Linked DNA regions of Sus scrofa: region 1 is linked to region 2. A link is a contact called in public Hi-C data. All regions are on one chromosome and are shown on one strand. Each heading gives the region's core, a stretch centred on a gene start, on an enhancer-like site or on the middle of the called end of the contact. The rest is flanking DNA. Distances are from core to core; before and after follow the strand shown. Region 1 overlaps LOC110262000 (a long non-coding RNA gene). Region 2 has its middle 97 kb from the start of RPLP1.

Evidence for each region. A called contact is a pair of places that touch in the nucleus more often than the background predicts.
Region 1: a Hi-C map of liver shows a contact between it and region 2, with 10 times the contacts expected there. The contact joins two enhancer-like sites. A contact is called at or near these places in 1 of 5 promoter capture datasets (liver) and 16 of 47 Hi-C or Micro-C datasets (alveolar macrophages, brain, embryonic fibroblasts and 7 more).

What each region holds. Positions count from the first base shown.
Region 1 is chr1:168,197,909-168,204,288 of Sscrofa11.1, forward strand. All of the region lies in intron 1 of LOC110262000 (a long non-coding RNA gene), which reads right to left. Among named protein-coding and RNA genes, the nearest start is that of UACA, 250 kb to the right of the region's middle. Within about 2 kb of position 2,348, at least 9 of the 83 cell types and tissues checked have an H3K27ac peak or open chromatin away from gene starts, as enhancers often do. A contact at or near this core is called in liver, where this site is marked.
Region 2 is chr1:167,390,195-167,396,413 of Sscrofa11.1, forward strand. No RefSeq gene overlaps it. Among named protein-coding and RNA genes, the nearest start is that of RPLP1, 97 kb to the left of the region's middle. Within about 2 kb of position 4,822, at least 23 of the 83 cell types and tissues checked have an H3K27ac peak or open chromatin away from gene starts, as enhancers often do. A contact at or near this core is called in liver, where this site is marked.

The sequences.
Region 1 (6,380 bases), core at 1,098-3,597, 810 kb after region 2:
TCCAGCATTGCCCTGAGCTGTGGTGTAGGTCACAGACATGGCTCAGATCCAAAGTTGCTGTGGCTGTGGTGTAGGCCGGCAACTATAGCTCTGATTTGACCCCTAGCCTGGGAACCTCCATGTGCCATGGGTGTGGCCCTAAAAAGACTAAATAAATAATAAAAGTGACTTCTGATAACATAACGTCAGCATGACATGCCTGTATTATAACATCATTTGCCCTCTCATGTATCAGCACACATGGATGCCATCGCATTAAGGGAGTGTTAGTGCCCCTGAAGCTGGCTTTAGTCAGGCCAAAAAATTACCCAGTTTGGCCCAAGTGTATTGAGATTAGGAGACCTACTGTTCCTACACTAGCTTTTGCAACTGTTTATTTTCTACTTACTTTTAGGAGATGATATAGGACAAAATACATAGTCACATAACACATACGCATGATGCGGGGTGGGCTGAACGAAAGCATTGCTGAAACCACACTCATGTCTAGGCTGAGATCTTCATTCTTTAATGGATGTGGGGAAATCCAAAGTCTGCACATGAATGTCATCTCCAGCTCATCTGGGTATAACACATAGAATTTCAGTACTGCCTGTTCTCATGGGAGTCTGGGGCTTGAATCTCTGCTACCCATGGGATGTGGAACCCCCAAGAGGGAAAAGTGAACTGGTCTCAGGTTGGTGCTGCCCCCTGGTGGATGAAAAAAGCAAATACAAATCCTCCAGGAGTAAAGGGTTCTCATTCTGATTCTCCAAAGACAAACTACCAAAAAACAAAACACCCCACATTCAAAGCAATGAATCACCATGAGCAAGAGTCAGCAGAGACAAGCAACAGATTTCAACCAGGGTTTCTCAACCTCAGAGCTACTGACATTTTGTACCAGATAACTCTTTGCCATGGGGGTTGCTCTGTGTGTTAAACGTTTAGTAGCATGTCTGATTTGGATCTTCAAAGACTTAAAATATTAGAATAATAAGATAGGCCATAAAAGAACTGTATATGAACTACTTAAAGACTCAAAAGATGTTTATAAAGGCTCAAATAGAACTTCTGGGAATAAAAAAAATATAACTTTGAACTTAAAAATTCAATGGATGTATCAGACACAGATAAAGAATTAATGAATTAGGGAGCTCCTGTTGTAGCTCAGCAGAAATGAATCTGACTAGCATCCATGAGGATGCAGGTTCAATCCCAGGCCTCGCTTAGTGGGTTAAGGATCCAGTGTTGCCATGAGCTATGGTGTAGGTCGCAGACGCAGCTTTGATTTAGCATACACAAACAGCTACAGCTCTGATTTGCCCCCTAGCCTGGGAACCTCCATATGCTGCAGGTACAGCCCTAAAAAGACAAAAAAAAAATTAATGAATTAGAAGACAGATTTAAAAAAATTACCCCAACTGCATTAGAAGAGCAAAATAATAAAGGGGGGGTGGGAAGAGGTGATAGGATAAAAGACAGGAAAATATAGTTCAGAGTTTAAACTATAACTAACTGGAGCTCTAGAAGGAAAGAATAAAGAGAATGAGAGAGAGGCAGTATTTGCAGAAAAAATGCTTGACACTCTTCTGGATCCATATATATAGGAAGTCCCAAAGATACCAAGCTGTGTGAATGCACAAGTTGTCGTGAATTGGATGCAGAAAAGCTAAGAATTGAGCCTCAAAGGTTCATCATTGAAATCGGTGCACCAACTCAAACCAGGGGTCCACAGGAGGGCTATGGTGGCATCAATGGCACGGACATGGGAGTCTTGCAAAGGGACTAATCCATGTGGACAATCCTGTGGACAGGGACCTGAGCCTGGCCTTGAGGGATGTTCATACAGTGTTGCATCAAGAGACCTTGATCTGAGCCCTTTATTTTACAGAACAACCTAGGAGATTAACTGGAGGCGAATGTGAAAAGGGCAGAGAGGAAATGGGATGAGGCTCTAAGCAGGGGAAAGTACACAAGCAAAGGTGTGGAAACAAGACTAAACATCTCATGAGCAAAAGACCAACAGGAGTCCTGTTTGATGGATTGGGAAATATTTAAGGGAACAATTACAAAACTGATTGGATGGACAAAGTGAAACCAGCCTGAAGAAGACCCTTGAGAGATGAGCAGGTATGTTTAAACTTGAGATCATAGGCCAGGGGTTGGTAAACTACAGCCTGGAGGCCAAGTCTGGCCCACTGCCTGTTTTTGTAAATAAAGTTTTATTGGAACACAAGCACACCCATTCATTTCCATATCATCTATGGCTGGTTTTGCACAACAGCAGAGAAGAGTAGAGTCCATACCCTATGGCCTGCAAGAGCTAAAATATTTACTCTCTGGCCCTTAACAGAAAACGGTTGTCAATCCCTGATCTAGGCAGGGCAGCCAGCCAGCGAGGCCTTTCAGCCAATTGCCAAGACTACGAGGATAAACCTGGAAGTGGCTGAAGGACTGTGTGTTTTGTAAGAGGAGGAAGAAAGGTGCGTAACCTTTATGGCGTTCCCATTGTATACCATCCCTCTTCCTACATTATGATTATAACTTCTCAAAACCACCCTGCCTAGAAGTTGTTACTTTTTTTTTTTTTTTTTAAGAGATGAGGAAAACGGGGTCCAGAGAGGTGAAGTAATTTACCCAAGGTCAGCCAGTGTTCCGGGCAGAGCTGAGATTCTGTTTCAAGTTGGTTGGATTCCAAAGCCGATGTTCTTCCTACCACACCTCACTGCCTTTCCAGGCACTGTGTATCCCAGACATGAGGGGATAGCCTCAGGCAAAGGAGCTAGCTACTGTGTGTCATGGCCAGAGATGGTTGGAATTAGGGTGTGGTGGGAAATATTCCTCTCCGCTCTTGCAAACAGATCCAGGGGCCCCTTCTGACCTGGAGCAGGACCTCTGGCCCAAGGCTCCTCCAAAAATGGTTCCCAACCTGCCCAAACATTGACTCCCCCCGGACCCCCTCCATCCCACACCTCCAGAGCCACCAGCCGGGCCAAGAATGTCTATCTTACAACTTCCTTCCAGCCTCATCTCTCAGCACGACGCCAGAGGCAGTTGGGAGGTATGATACCATCTCCATATCTAGGAACCAAACCTGAGGGTTGGCAGCTCTGCACAGTGCCACCCACGAGAGATGGCCCAGTTGATTTGCAGTGAAATTGCAACACAGCTTCTGCTCCTGCCCCGGCTAGATCCCAGGCCCTGGAGCTAAGCCCATCAGGGCTTGCTTCCACCCCCCAGCCTGGCTCCTGTTCCTCCCATGACTAATTTGGATCCTCATCTGACAGCTACCATGACCACTCTGCCCAGATAGGGCCTCACAGACCTGCTTCTGTGTTTTGCGGTCAAACTGGTTCTTGACGCTTCCCCAGAGTTCCAGCAGGGTTGAGTGTCTGTGGGGAACCATAAATGGCTGCCCCTTGGGGTTGAGCTGGTTGAGGGCTTGAGAAGCCAAGAGAAAGAGGAAAGTGTGAACTCTACCTAGAGCCTTGGTTATCTAAATAGTTGTGAGACATAATGGAAGTCCCCCACTGGATCCCAGTGGGTAGGTCTGTTTCTTGTCAGCTCCCCCTCAGCCAGAGGCCATGCCACGTCATCTCTAACCCCCTGGTGTGTCCATGAGGAAATGTGTGTAAACACAGGCAGACAACCTCCCCAGAGCAGGTGAGAGGAGCCCTGTGACCCCAGGCCTACTGACAGCCTCCAATGGACGGTTACAACACCCTCCTACTCGCCTGCCTTGGGAAACAGGGAGGTATGTCAGCTCCAGGGACCCTGGACCCACACCTGCCTGTGTGCTGAACTGCCAGCTGTCCCAGAAGCAGAGAGAGAGCAGGAAGTGAGAGACACCAGCCCAGGCTTATCCCGCCGGCCTTCCTCAAACATAGCCTGCTGGCTCCTCTGCCGTAGCCACAACATGTGCTCACAAGGGGGACTAGAAGAAAAGGGATGAGCAGAGCCAGGAGAGGACCAGGAAGATGAGATTTAACAGGCATCTATTAGATGCCAGGCTCAGCACCAGGCATGTACAAACATTGTCACGTTTATTCCTTCCCCAGTGAAACAGACATGATTTATTAGACCATACACATGCATCCCTGAGACAGAGCATAGAATAAGCATTAAAGACTGTGGAGCTAGCTTCCCCTGGATCCCAGCTCTGCCACTAACTGCCTGTGTGATCTCAGTTTACTCACCTTAAACATAGGGGTTAACAAATATGAATCATTTAACATGGTTGTTAGTGTGATTCACTGAGATAATGTATACAAAGGATTTAGAATAATGCCTAATACATGGAAAGTAAAATAGTTTTTTTTTTAAATAAAAGCATTATCCTTATTTTACTGTTCAGGAAATTAAGGCTCAGAGAGGAGCAGTGATCTGCCCAAGTTCACACAGCTAGAGAATGACAAATGCTGGGGTTCACCTCCAAGTCTATCTGATGCCATTAACCCCCATTTGAAGATTCTGAGTCCACAAGGGTTGAGACAGAAAGAGAAACTTGGGTGTCCTTGAGCCCCAGGGCAAGGTCACTGCAAAGGTAGCTGCCAGAGTGTGTGACTGTCCTTAGGAAGGGGACTGTCCTCTCACGAGATCATGGACGAGGTCCCATAGGAGGGGCTCAGGGCTTCTCAGCACCCCCGCAGCCTGAAGGGAAGCCAGGTGGGGTATCGGCTCTGGATGACAGGAGCCTCCCTATCCCTGAAGACCAGCCAATGATTATGCAGAAAGGAGTCGGAAAGAGAGCTCAGCCTCCAGCGGTGGTGAAAGAGCCCCTGACAACAGATAAACAGGAAGTCCTGTTGCCCAATACGGACAGAAGCACAGATGCACAAGTAGCCCCCACCCATGAAGAGTGGTACCAAAGCATCACAGTCCAGCCCAACATCAAAGGGACAGAAGCCCCTTTGGGTGGAGCATCCTTTCTCAGGCAGCCCACGCCCAGCCTCAGAGTGGGCCAGGCCTCTGGAGCCTGGGGGAAGATACACCTGTTTATCCAGCCATGAAGTACAGGTGATCAGACGCAGCTCCCAGGGCAGTTCCAAGGACTGAGGTTAGCTGACGGGATGGGAGGTAGTGCGAGCGCCCTTCCCCAGTACAGGGCTCATGACCCCCTACTCCCCACTGCACCCCTGATGCTCCTGCTCAGAGAGCTGGACTCAAAGTGAGTTTCTACTGAACTTCTCAGACCAAGGTTCCTGGAGGCAGAACTCTGCCTTTTTCCATTTAGCGTGTCCCCACCCCTCTCCCTAGCACTGCCTGCTGGCCCACACCTGATGGAGAGTAATAGTGCAACTCAAACATCCCTGGACAGGTGCAGCCACTGGCCCTGTCCCCACGTCCCTGGAACCAATGAACAGTCTGAGCTCTCCGGACACGACATCACTGACTGCCTCTAAAGGCATTGAGTTCTGCCCCACCAGTGGTTAGAGAGGCCAGCACCACTGGGAGAGGCAGTTGCCAAGGGGATTCAGTCAGTGAATAGGAGCCAGACTCTGCAGCCTTTGAAACCCTTGAGGACCAGCCAGAGCCTCTGATTCTGTGTTGTCGGACTTCGTGGCTATTTCACAGGCAGAGCCCAGAGCTTCCTTAATGAAAAGTGCTATCTACCTAATGAATGTATTTCTAGGGCATTCAAGTTCAAAGCCACCACAATACTGGCAGGCAGAAGGCAGAAAAGAATGGGGAGACAGGGTGCGAGCTGGGGACCCCCTGAGCTCAGCAGACCTTTCCACCAAAAGAGCCTCCTCACTTCCTGGGATCCCTGAAACCCAGCCCCCGCTCCCGAGCAGGCTGGGCTCTGATCACCTCCAGCCCCCTCCCGAGAGAGGCCCGAGGCACACCAGGCACAGGGCAGAGGGCTAGATCACGCTCACTCTTTGGATTCCATAATTGTTGCTCTGAAAAATCTGTCAGAGGCTTGGAGGGGCACCGAGGCAGCTCTTTGGAAAACAAGCAGACAGCAGTGAAGGGAACCAAAGCCTCAATTACGCCGGGGACAGAAGCTTTTGAAAAGAGATGGTTTAATGAAAAGGTGCTGTCAAGAGCTAACCATGAACAGGGCAGCCTGTCCTCAGCTGCTTTTCTCTCTGTCCTCGCCCTCCCCTCCTACTCAGGAGCCAGCACTGCAGGGCCCAGGGCCTGAGGATTAACCCCTGCAGGGGTGGGAAGGAAGGAACTGCAGGGCCAGGTGCACAGGCCAGCTTCCTGCAGGCTCTGCTTGTTGTCTGAAGTCTGTCTCCTTACCCAGCCTGTGACCCGGGGTTCTGGGCCTATAGTCCCTTGCTCATGTGCCACCCCCACACTCTCATACTGACTGACAGCCCAGGCTTGAAGAAGACAATGCAGTCATGGTATTTTTCTTTTCTTTTCTTTCTTTCTTTTTGGCTGCACCT
Region 2 (6,219 bases), core at 3,572-6,071:
ATGCTGCAAGTGCGGCCCTGGAAAAGATGAAAAAAAGAAAAAAAAAAAGAAAAAAAAAAAAGAATATAGCTATAGCAAGAGCTGACTTCTTCAAAGGTTTCTCGAGCATATAACAGGATCAACACTTTGATGGGGTCCTTCTAGAACCTTGGAATGACCTGGGCAGGCCAGGGACTCTGCAGGTTAAGTTCCGAGAGCCTGAGAGTAAATCCTCCCCTAAGTGGGTGGGTGGTGGCTTGATGTTGTCAAATAAGCTTGGGAAGTGCTGTCAGCATTGTTCGTGGAGAATCACAGATGCTGGTAACTCTCTAAAGGTTCTGAGAAGTCTGGCAGTTCCAAACATTTGCTTCATTTGGCCTAGAGTTTTTGCTATCGAGATACTGGATGAATACTTTTGAACAACTGAGAGGCAGGCTGGGAAAGGCTGACTCTCTTGGACCTCAATTTGCAGATACCACAGGTCACAACGGTGCTTTTCGGACAGCAGCTGGTTGAGGAGAGCAGGCTCAGCTTGCAGGACAGGGTCAGACCTATTCATTAGGAATTTCTAATGTGATAAAACCCATTCTTCAACAAAAAGATTCTGCAGCTCAGATGTGCTCTTGCTCAAAATTCTATTTTATTTATTTTTTGCTGCACCTGTGGCATGGAGAAGTGCCTGAGCCAGGAATCGAACCTGTGACAGCAGCAACCTGATTCTCAGCAGTGACAACACCAGATCCTTAACCCTGTTGAGCTAACGGGAAACTCCTCAGAATTTTAAAAGAATAGAGCATTTTGATTTAAATGAGGGCAAAGGGGCTTGAGGTATGTGTTCCCATGTTTCACTTCCTATTTGTGTTTTGTTTTTTCTTAAAAAGAGTTTGGGGTAAGACGGGTGATGTCATTTGCAGGTCCCTATGCAAAGTGAAAATGCTGGGAGCCCCTGCTCAAAAAATTATTAAGTATGTCAGGAGAGTGATGGCAGAGCTTTAAACCACATGAGGGACCCTTCAGAGCTTGGACCCTGAGTGGGTGTGCAGGTCACAGACCCATGTTCCACGAGGCCAGTCCTGGTTCAGTGCATATTTGTGTTTACTGATTTCAAAGTTCAAAGTTCCGAAGCTATATAGAGTCAGTGTGGACGGTCCAGTGGTTTAAGAAAGGACTGTGATTTTAGTATAATGGACCAGAGCTGGGCACCTGGCCGTGGAGATGCGTTTCCACAGAGGTGGATCATTAATTGAACATTCTCAGCATCACGCGGCCTTTTCAATGATTCATCAGCTGTGCTGCTGCTGCTGCGTAGTTCACATTATGGTTGTAATTAGCTGGGGCTTCTCAAGTGAAAACCCTCCTCTACCCTGGGTGTTTTCAAAAGTAGTGCTGGTGACTATGTATCCAGGTAGATGAGGGTCGGTTTGCAATAAGTCCCTCTTTTCCTGGCTTGTTATAATTAACCCCTTCTATCAGGGGATTCAGTCTCATTGCCTTGGCTGTAAACAGTTGGTAATTATGAGTACACCGACGAGGGGCGAGAGTGGGGATGGCGGAAGGGAGCCGTGCCTGTTTCCAGGTCTGCATCCCTGGCAGCATCAGAAATGCAGCTTGTGCCTGGAGATGTGGCAGCAGCAGATTCAGGGGCCAAACCCTTTCCCTGCCTCCTGAGTTAGGCTTTCAGAGGGGGCGGTCCCTGCAGGTGAGGCAAAGCAGACCCTGTGCCCCAGTGTGGGTGGAGGAGGGGCTGGCAACCTACTCCATTGCCTCTACTTTCTTAATCCGCTCTGGGCTGAAGCCCCCCCAGAAACCTGTCCCACATGCACGTTTGCAGGGCTTCTGCCTCCAGCCATCTGCCTGGGGGATGCCTGGTCCAATGGTGGAGGCACCCTCTTGTGCCCCCAAACAGAATCTCCTCCAGGTCTGCAGAATTGCCAGTACCTCCCCATCCAAGAAAAGAGGACTTTGCCCAAGAGAAGTGACAGGAAGGTCTGGAGCTGCCAGGGACTGCAGAGATGGTGGGTGTGTTCCCTCTTTTCCTACCTCCAGGCTAGTGAGGGCATGCTTCCTGGACCCTTGAGCAAGCAATCCTTACACTGGACAAGTGTCCCCCTTTTCACTGTTAACCGTGTCATGGTCCTTGAAGAAGCTGAAGGGCAAGATGGGAGGGAGGGTAAGCTGGGGTCTGACTGGGGCCTGGAACCTTGCAGCCTCTGTCTGAACTCTGGGGCCCCTATTGCAGTGGGGGCAACTGAGGCCCTGGAGGCGGGCCGGTTGAAGTGGTGGTGGTGGGCTTCGGTAAAATGCGTGAACTTGGCTGAGAGTTTCTTCCACTCAAGGAGGGAGACCCTTCTGCACTTATCCAGAAGCCAGGCTGCACAGATTTGGGAAACCTTGTTCTCTACTCAGCGCACCTCACAGGTCACCCCTGTGTTAGTGTGTCCTGCGTTCACTCGCTTGTCGCCAGAGCACGTGGTTGTGAGACAGCCTTTGTGGAGACAGATGTGTCACTGAGGGCAGATTGGTCACTAGGCTGAGAGCAGGAGTGTCAGCACGGGGGCAGTTTACTTGTTTCTAATTGCAACCGAGGATCCCTAATTGATTAAGAAGATTCTGGTGATGGGGATGAATTAGGTCACCACCCACTCCTCTTGGAAGGTCAGCTTTAGCTTTTCCCTGATAAGCTTTTCCCTGGAAGTACTTCTGCTTCCAAAGACCCAGTCTAATCACCCATTTCCTTATTGTCCTAAGCAACTCGCTGGGCAGCTGACCTTCTCTCTGACCTTGGGCAAGATCCTCCCTTTCTTTGGGCTTCCTCTGTCCCATCTCTAATCAGAGGGTAACAGAGAAGCCCGATTCTCTCGGGGACCCTTTGTCTCCATTGCATGCAGACCTCTGCTGCCTGGAGCCCAGGCGAGGCTGAGGGTGTAGAAGCAGGAGGGCTTGGGGTGCCCCTTTGGGGAGGCTGTCCCTCTGAAAAGCTCTTGGGCTGTGCTCCTAGAAACTTAGCGCCTTACCCTACTTGCCTGGTAAAATCTCTGTGCTGACTCCAGGCTGACAGTTTTCTAGGCAAGACTGATGTGCCTAGGAACAGGGCATCCTCCAACAGTTGCATATGGACAGTGACAGTGTCTTCTCACTAGGGTCCGCCATGCCCCTTGTCATAGACATAATGAGAAATAATACTATTTCTTGAAGGGTTACAAGGTGAGGGGCTGCACTGAGGGGCCGAGTAGCCCATTTGATCCTCATAGCAATCCCTTCAGAGTGTATGAGTATTGCCATTTTACAGAGGAGTGTGAGGTTCAGAGAAGTTAGGTAACTTGCCTAAGGCCAGACAGCTAGTGAGTGGCAGAGATGGGATTCTACCCCAGGCCCTTGGCTCTGAAGCCCACGCACATGCTCATAACAGCTTTGCCTACATCTTTTCATTAAGAGCCTAGTTAGAGATCTATTGACAGAACACTGTAAATCAACTATAATAATAAAAAAAATCCACTAAAACTAGAAATGTCCCCCTTCTCTGAGGCACAGCATCCTTTGATTCATCTTATCACTACAAGACTGAACAGCAAAAGTAGGAGATGGCCAAAGTGGTTTAAAATCTCCTTTTGCTCTTATAAAAAGCAGTGCAGAGTAATACCTTGGGTTTACCCACAGTGCTCAAGGCCTCCCTTGAAGGTAGGGGTCAGTCTTCTAACAGGACAAGACTCAGCATGAGTTTGCCCCCTCCTTGTTTGGGGGGGCATGGCTGAAGTATGCCCAGCTTCTGGAGGGCCAGGCCAGTCTGGGGTTGGAGGTAGAGGGCAAGGTTTTATTCTTTCTCTGGCTTTTCTCAGGAGAAGTTGTGGACCAACAGTGGCCTCTGATCACAGCCCTCTTACATCATTGGGCCGCCAGGGAGCAAGTATTTTCCACTCAATTCTTTTCCAGAAATATTAAAAGATAAGCAAACATGGTTTTTAGATTTTTCAAGGAATTTGCAAGCCTCACGCATTCCTTCCCTCCTGTCCAGCTTCTAGGAGAGGACACCCAGATCCAAGTAGCCAGTTGTCTACTGCAACAGATGATAGACATGGCTGTGGTCCATCCCACTGCCACCTGGTGAGGTCAGAGGGTCTCGGGCCCAGGAAGGGCCTCCCCCAGGGTCTCACAGCAAATAGCCCAACTCCTTATACAGAGGCAGTGTTTTCTGGCAAGTGTATCTTCCCACCCAAGTGGGCCTGTCTGGATGGAACTTTTGTGTATGCCTGGCAGGGAATGCTTCCTCCCCTTGGGAGATGCAGAAGCTGAGGCCTCGGGAGGTGATGTTGGAAGGTCCAGCCGGGTGGAGCCAGCAGCTGTGGCAAGCCCTGGGTTCTTGGCGCTGATCCCAGGATTTTTTCCATCTGACTAGCTCTCATGCATGGCATGCAGGGGTCAGAGAAAGCCCTTTTATTTCTGGATTTCCCCCTCTCCAGGAGGCTTCTGACTCATATTCGGAAGCTCTGCCTTTTCATAGTTTGGAACTTGCATCTAGAAAGTTTCTGTGCGAGGCTGCTCCCTCTAAGAAGAATAGCAAGTCCCAGTTGGGCTTATGAAAAATGAAATCAGTCCCCAGCTCTGATCTCTCTGAAAAGTTGTTATTAAATTCTGTGCGTGGCCCTGACCTGGATTTAAAGATTTGCAAGAAGACAAATTCCAAACAGATGCCCATTAGGGCCCTGACAGCCGCAGCTTAAAGATAACATTTACATTCTGCCGGGGTTTGTATCTCTCTGTTCCCTGCTCAGCCCCTCTCTGGCCTCCAGTGGGATCAATACCTCGGTTGAGGTTACATGGAGGTGGCCACATTCTTTTAAGCTGTTTGCTTAGCGTTTGGTTTGCTCTGCTAACATGCCAGGCACTTCTTCCAACAGGCCTGTTTGCCCAGTATTAGGGCTGTTTGCCCAAACACCTACCCCAATCCGAGGGGGGCTCAGCTTTCCAAACAGTTGGTCCCTGCATCTGTCAATCAATAACGCCAATCGGGTTCCTGATACCGACAGCAAGTGTGGCCAAGTCCAATATTTGCCCAAACACCGCCCCCACCCCCCACCCCTGACTCTCCCGGGTTTGACAAGACGGACATTTGCCAGCCGCATGGGATGCTGGGAAGAGGCAATGGTGGCAGACAGGGAGCCGATTCCAGGAAAGAAGGGTGCTCGGAGCAAACACGAGAGTGCCTTTATGAGAGGTAATTTACTGAAATACACAGCGATGGCCTGCTCAGCCAGCCCTGGTGTAATTAAAAATGGCAGGCCTGGGGCTCTGGCTTCCCCAGTGCTGGCCAAGGAAACTGGGCTTCATCTTGTGATGCTTGAGGTTGGATCCAGGGATTGGCTTGGAGTCAGAGGTGATCAGAGGGACCTCAGGATATTATCAAGCCCTGGAAATCAACTCCTGAGAAGAACAAAACAATAGCAAGAGAAAATAGACCCTGAAAAGAGGGGCATGTGTAATGGGTCCAGGCTTTTCCTGTTTTGGAACTTGATGGAGGTTGGTTCGCAACATGGTGAGTACCCTATTTGCCACTGAAGCTGTCACTTTAGAATGGGTACTTTTATGTTATGTGACTTTCACCTCAGTTGGGAAAATTAAAGGGTGAATCCCAATGAGCCCAGGACGTTTACATTGGAGCGGGCTCTACTGCTTAACTCAGGCTTTGGCTCAGAGTAAATGCTTAATAAATGTTTATTGAAAGAACAACCTAACATTTGCACAGTCAACAAAGCGCTTTGTTATACATGAGCTCACTTTGTCCTTAAAGAGAGAGCCCTATGAGGTGGGCAGGGGTAAGTGCCCTCATGCCGTAAATGAGAAACTGAGGCTTAGAGAGGACGCATAGCTAGTGGTGATGGTGCTGGGATTTGAATGCCGAAGTCTCTGGCTTTAAAGTCTGCGCATGTAAAGCTACCCATTGCATCTCCCTCATAGCTTCCAGGACGGGAGAGAAAGAGTCTCGCATAGGTCACCACCCCTTCTTCTAGGGCATTTATTACTAAAAGTATTTTAAAACCGGACCATCCAATGAAGCTGCTCGTTCTCCCCCACAGTTGCTAGCACAGTCTTGATAAATATTTGCTGATTTATTCAGCAGCCAAGACCCACCCCTGGTTGCTGTGGCGACCGTCCGGAGCAAAGCTCAGCAGCTTAGGGTATCAATGACACCAAAGCACTCTGGCTGCTAAGAGCCCAGGAGGAGGAGCTGGGGTCTGTGCATGG